2 separate regions of the Anas platyrhynchos genome follow, and region 2 is linked to region 1. The links are chromatin contacts, called in public Hi-C maps. All regions are on one chromosome and are shown on one strand. Each heading gives the region's core, a stretch centred on a gene start, on an enhancer-like site or on the middle of the called end of the contact. The rest is flanking DNA. Distances are from core to core; before and after follow the strand shown. Region 1 has its middle 73 kb from the start of IGF2. Region 2 holds the start of IGF2 (insulin like growth factor 2).

What was found. A called contact is a pair of places that touch in the nucleus more often than the background predicts.
Region 2: a contact with region 1 is called in a Hi-C map of liver, with 4 times the contacts expected there. The contact joins the promoter of IGF2 here to the enhancer-like site in region 1. A contact is called at or near these places in 3 of 8 Hi-C or Micro-C datasets (liver, skeletal muscle and subcutaneous adipose tissue).

What each region holds. Positions count from the first base shown.
Region 1 is chr5:28,247,860-28,250,559 of IASCAAS_PekinDuck_T2T, reverse strand. No RefSeq gene overlaps it. Among named protein-coding and RNA genes, the nearest start is that of IGF2, 73 kb to the left of the region's middle. Within about 2 kb of position 1,284, at least 3 of the 8 cell types and tissues checked have an H3K27ac peak or open chromatin away from gene starts, as enhancers often do.
Region 2 is chr5:28,321,119-28,323,891 of IASCAAS_PekinDuck_T2T, reverse strand. IGF2 (insulin like growth factor 2) reads left to right here and starts at 1,345. Exons shown (of 4, transcript XM_027457601.3): 1 at 1,345-1,905. The coding sequence starts at 1,804.

The sequences.
Region 1 (2,700 bases), core at 35-2,534:
TCTCTGCCATGCCAGTCAAGTCACTTAATCATTGCATTTGATGGATGCTGGGGCAGCACGGCCACAATTGCTCATTGTCAGACTGATACAGGGGTCACAGGCTTTGCTAGGCTGGGGCTCAATATCCAAAAACCCCCTGTCACGTCTTTCAGGAGAAGAATCATAAATTTACTCATTTAGCTTCGGTGTGGCGTAGTAGCTGGTGCCGCCTTTATCTGTTTCTCCTGAAAAAATAAACCCGGCACCACCATCTCCATCGCAGCACGGTGGAGCCGCAAGGTGTTGTTAATCTTCCCAGTGCGGGACGGAGCTTTTAGGGGCAGTGAGGGAGGGCACAGAGCCATGGGGTGAGCCAAAATGCCTCCACAGTATTGCCCAGGGCAGGCTGGGTGGGTGGTGGGAGCTGCCAGGTGATGCTGGGGGACCGCAGCCTGCTGCTGCTGTTATCTCAAGGACGGAAAGGAAAGGAAGGAGTCGACGCACTGCAGCTCACCCTTTACAATTTAGTATCCTGTCTGCAGCACTAAGTAGCCCACATAGTTCAAGAAGCATCCAGAAGGGATGCTCAAGAAAGGGGTAAGGAGGATCAGAGGTAGAACAGCTCTGATGCTAGCTATTAATGCCCAAATATATTATTTATTTATTTATTTATTTATGGCCATAAAAACATCCCTTTTCCAACTTCTGTTAACGTGCTCTCACAAAGCTGTTGACACCACCGTTACCCACACAGGCACGCATCCTTCCTGCACCCAGCTGCACCCCTGGCTCCAGTTCGGTGCCAGTAGCATCACCGCTGCTCCGGTGCTTTTATCTGCCCCACCGCCCCATGTGAGGCACAGGGGAGAGGTCTTGGGGGGTTCCTCACCCCAGTGACAGCAGCACTGACAGCAGTGTGGGGTGACTGCTGGACCGCAGCTTGGAGGCAGGCAGGTGGGGGCGAGGGGAAGCAGGAGGAGGAGCAGAAGGGATGGGGCACGGGGTGAGCAGAGGCAGAGGGAGCACTGTGGACTTTATTCTCTGGCTGCCGGAACATGAACACTGAAATCTCTGCTTGGATCTGGATTTGTTGACACAAAATCAACCGCCTGGATGCGGGGGGATGGAAGCAATTTATTTACCTGCTACATTCCCGGTGCTGCCTGTCTCAGGAACATAACTCCACAGAGCAGTTGTATTGTATCTGCCTGTCTCTTATCTAATGTGTAACCTCCTGGACTGAAGACATAATGTACTGTCTATCCTTTCTGAGATAAAAATAAAGCATATAAAAACACACACACACACACAAACCCAGGCCAAAAATTCCCTTCGGGGAACATACTGTGACTAGATAAGAAGGTACTAGCTGGCACGTAGTTACCTCTTCTTTTCCTAACTGGGACACCCAGGGAAAGGGTGGAGTTGGGGCTGCTGGGGCTGCAGTGAAGCAGAAGAACCCAGACTGGCCTCCCAGGTCCACCGAAACCAACCCACTGCTCAGCTTTTCACTCCTCCTAGCTTCTCTTTGTATTTCCAAAGCAATATAATTGACAGGGGAGAATAGCATCCCTTGAGATCAATACTTAGAGCCAGTACTTGCACAGGAGCTTAAAAACAGTAAGAGCCACACCGGTGCTTCTTATCAGCATCTTCTGATGGCCCCATGGTTTGGCAACAAGTGAGGCAGCAAGAGTCCCCCAGACATGGTCTTGTACCACCCTGCCTCCCCTGGGAGATGTGCTGCATTACCTATCCACCATGCCTGACACCTGGGAGGAACTGGACAATCCAAATCTGTCCCCAGAACACCACCAACAACCTCAGAAGCAGCTCCTCAATGCCTCACACTTTAGCCAAAATCCCTGCTTAATCCTGTGTGCTTCTATAGCAGCAGCAAAAACCCTCAAATTCCTCTCTCCCTCAGCTCTTCTGGCCCTCGAGCACTTTCAGGGAGAACAGCACTTAGGAATCCAGCAAAGCCTGACTATATTTTTGATTTATCTCACTTTCGGACATGATGTGACAACATGGGTTTCAGCCTGTTTTGCCTCGACACTTTGGTACCCTGCTAAAGATGCATTTTATAGGCATTTGCATGGCTCAGCTGGAAGAAAACTCAGAACAGCCCAAAATGTCACAAGCCATGGATAGGGCTCTTTGGAAACATCTTCAGAACTAACCAGGTTAGCCAATGGCTAACGTGTGTCCCAAAAGAGGGCATCTCATTGCCTCTTAGGTGATGAACGGGCTAAAGTCTCAAGCTGGAGTAAAAAGCTAAAAGCTGTGTAAACCCCAAGTACTTTAGAAGAACTTAGACCTTCTTTTCCAGGTAGCCTCTTTTTGGTATGTCTATGAAAAAGTCAATTTCAATTTTAAGAAATGTGCTAGAATGAAGTAGTAAAACATTTGGTTCTGAAAATGTCAATATTACATATTTGGACATTTTCTGTTGTTGTTGTTGTGCTTTTTTTTTTTTTTTTTTTTTTGACAAACAAAACAAAACACTGGAATTTACATTGGCTTTGCCAAAAATGTCAGTTCCATCAAAATGACATTTTGCAGTGGGAAACTGTTTTATGCTGTTTTTTTCAATCTCCCTTTTGCTGACTGCTTGCGCTGAACTCTTCAGAAAAAAAGCAGCCACGAGTTACAATGGGAACAACACACGGTGTGCGTGCACGGGTGTTTGCATGTGCAAAAACACCTTCAGTTTTTGCA
Region 2 (2,773 bases), core at 96-2,595, 73 kb before region 1:
AGCAAAGGACCAGTCCTGCTCACACCTCACATTTTCTTTGGCATGTTTATGGCAATTCCAGACGTCCCAAGAGGCACCAAGACCCCATTCTTGAAAGAAACAAGTGCAAACTTGAAAAAACTTTAAAAAAGAGTTTCCTTAGTGCACGTCAGAGTGAGGGCTGCTGAGCCCTTGCCCTACCATGCCAACATCACTTGAGATGCAACAACCTGCGGCGCAATTTTGGGCAGCTCTGCCCCTCTCAGCGCCACGGCGGGTGCATGCCTTGCAGTGCAACTTGAGCTGTGCATCCCTGCAAGCGGACGCCCACCCGGGCAGCGGCGAGGATGCGGGCAGCGGGTGCTGACTTTGGTGCTGGTGGAAAGCAAGGAGGGTCCTTTCAGCCCACCTCTGAGGCAGCCGCTTCCACAGCAGGGCAGGGTTTTGGGAGAAGGGGAGTTTTGCTGGGTGCAGCACGGCGTGACTGCCATGCAGCACCAGCGGAGCGGCGATCACAACGGGCGCGCGTTCGGATCGCGCACCGCTTCACAGTGAAGCCTGGGAAAAGTCCCCTTGGCTTAAAGGCAACAGCTTGCACAAGCTCAAGTGGAGCGGGGGCAACCCAGCGAGCAGCTACCGATTTCGGGAGGTGCCCTTCAGGGTGCAAAACCTGAGCCCCCGTGCCCCGCAGAGTGGGACCATCCATGTTGTCCCCAGGGATGCACACAGGCAGAGCGGGGGGCTCACATCTGATGATGCGGGGATAATGTAATGCGGGGTATGGCCACGGTGTGAGCCCGGGGGTGGCCGTGCTGCCAGCACCCCCATATGTCTGCACCTTCAGTGGGGAGCCCTCAGGAGAGGTTTTGGGGTCCAGCGCAGGGCGGGAGGGGTGGCATGTCCACCTGCGCCCTGTGCGCACCTGGAGTGAGACCCAAAAGCAGGGCTGGAGCTGCAAATCCTGCTGCTCCCTCTGCTCCCCCCCCCCCCCGGGAATTTCGGCTCTCTGGAGGGCAGGAGGGGCGCGCAGAGGGTGCCCCAGCACCTCGGGCAGGGGCTGGCGGCGCAGGCCCCCATCTCCTCCCCTCACCTGCGGGGGGAGGCGGAGGATGCGCGCAGCCCCCGGGCCCCCCCAGGCCGGGGGCCGGCCGGGGTGGGCTAAAGCCCCCTCCCGGGCGGGGAAAGCCTGCGGCTGGAACTTCCCGTCGCTCCCCGAGCTGGACTTCGCAGGGTTACGAAGAAGGGAGGGAGAAAGAGGGAGGGATCGCTCTGCAACATTATTGGCTGCGTGGCCGGGCTGGTGTTCGCTGGGGAAGTCAGAGCATGCCCATTGGGGGGGTATAAAAGGGGGGCAGCCGGAGCGCCTTGCCTGTCTCCTCGCTCGTGGGGCAGCCAGCCGGGAGCAGCGGGCAGCCAGGCAGCCGGCCCCTCCGCCCCGGCCAGGGGGACGCAGTCAGTAAACACCACCACAACAAAAAGTGAGAGCCACCCAAGGGGCAGCCAAAGCAGAAGGAGAGAAAGAGGAGGAGGAAAAAAAGGCAAAAAAAAAAAAAAGGGGGAACAAGGAGAAAAAATAACAAAAGAAAAAAAGGAAAAAGAAAAGGAAAAAAAAAAAAAAAAGAAAAGGAAAAAATAGAGAGGAGAAGGAAGGAAAGCGCTCGCTCGCTCTCTAGAATAACAAAATACCTAATCGTAACAAAATAACATCCTCCAGACAAATTCAAGCAGGGACTTGACATACCAAAAAGGCAAAGCGAGGAGAGCAAGCCAGGGCGCGGGGAAGGCGAGCCAAAGCCGCGATCGCTGCCAGGGCCGGACAGCAGCATGGCAAGCGCCGGGGCACACACGGATGAGCGCTGCCGGCAGCCTGCCTTCCTCCCCGGCCCGCCGCCGCCAGAAGTTGAGAGTAGCAGCGGCAGCGCCAAGGTAAGCGCCGCTCCGAGCCGTGCCGAGCCGTGCCACGCCGCGCCCAGCCGTGCCACGCCGCGCGATGCTTGTGCCGCGGGATGCTTGTGCCGCGCCGCGCCGAGCCGAGCCGAGCCGTGCCGGCTCCGCTGCTCGCCCTCCCCACGCGTGTCACTAGAGGGACCCCGAGAGCCGGCCCAGCCCGGGCTGCCCGCGGCCAACTTGCGGGCTGTGCGCTGCGGGGGGTGCGGTGCGGTGCGGGGACCCCCCGGGCACCCCCAAGGTACCCGCGCGCCTTGTGGCGATGGGCGTTTTTCCGCCCGTTGTTTTTTTTTTTTTTTTTTTTTTAATAATTATTTATTTTTTATTTGCTGTAAAAAATACGTTGTTATTATTTTTGCGTGGGTGGGGGGCGCGCAGCGCTGCCCGCATCCCCCTGCGAGGCTCCTGCGCGCCCCTTGCGCGGGGCGTGCGCGGAGAGGACGCGGAGAGGGCGGGGGGGGGGAGCGGCGTGGAGGGGGCGTGGGGCGGTCCCGGGTGGGCTGGGGGGGCCGGGGGCAGCACGGCGCGTGTGCGGGCAGCCGCGATCGTGCGTGGGCCGGGCTGGCCCCGGCGGCGGGGCCGGGGCTATGCGAGGTCACGGCGGCCCCTGGCTGCCCGGCGCGCTGCGCTCCGCGCCCGGGCTTTGGGAGCGGGGACCCGGCGGGGAGCAGCGTGGAGCTGCTGGGCTCTCATCCGAAAAAACACCGCGGCGTGTTGGGTCCCGGAGGGATAAAAATACAGAGAGGGAAAAACAAGAGAGCGAAGCCAAAATGGAGTGAGAGTTAATGGTTGGCACCGAGCCTTCGACTTTGTGTGATTTATTTTTTTTTTGCTTCCTTCCCAATTG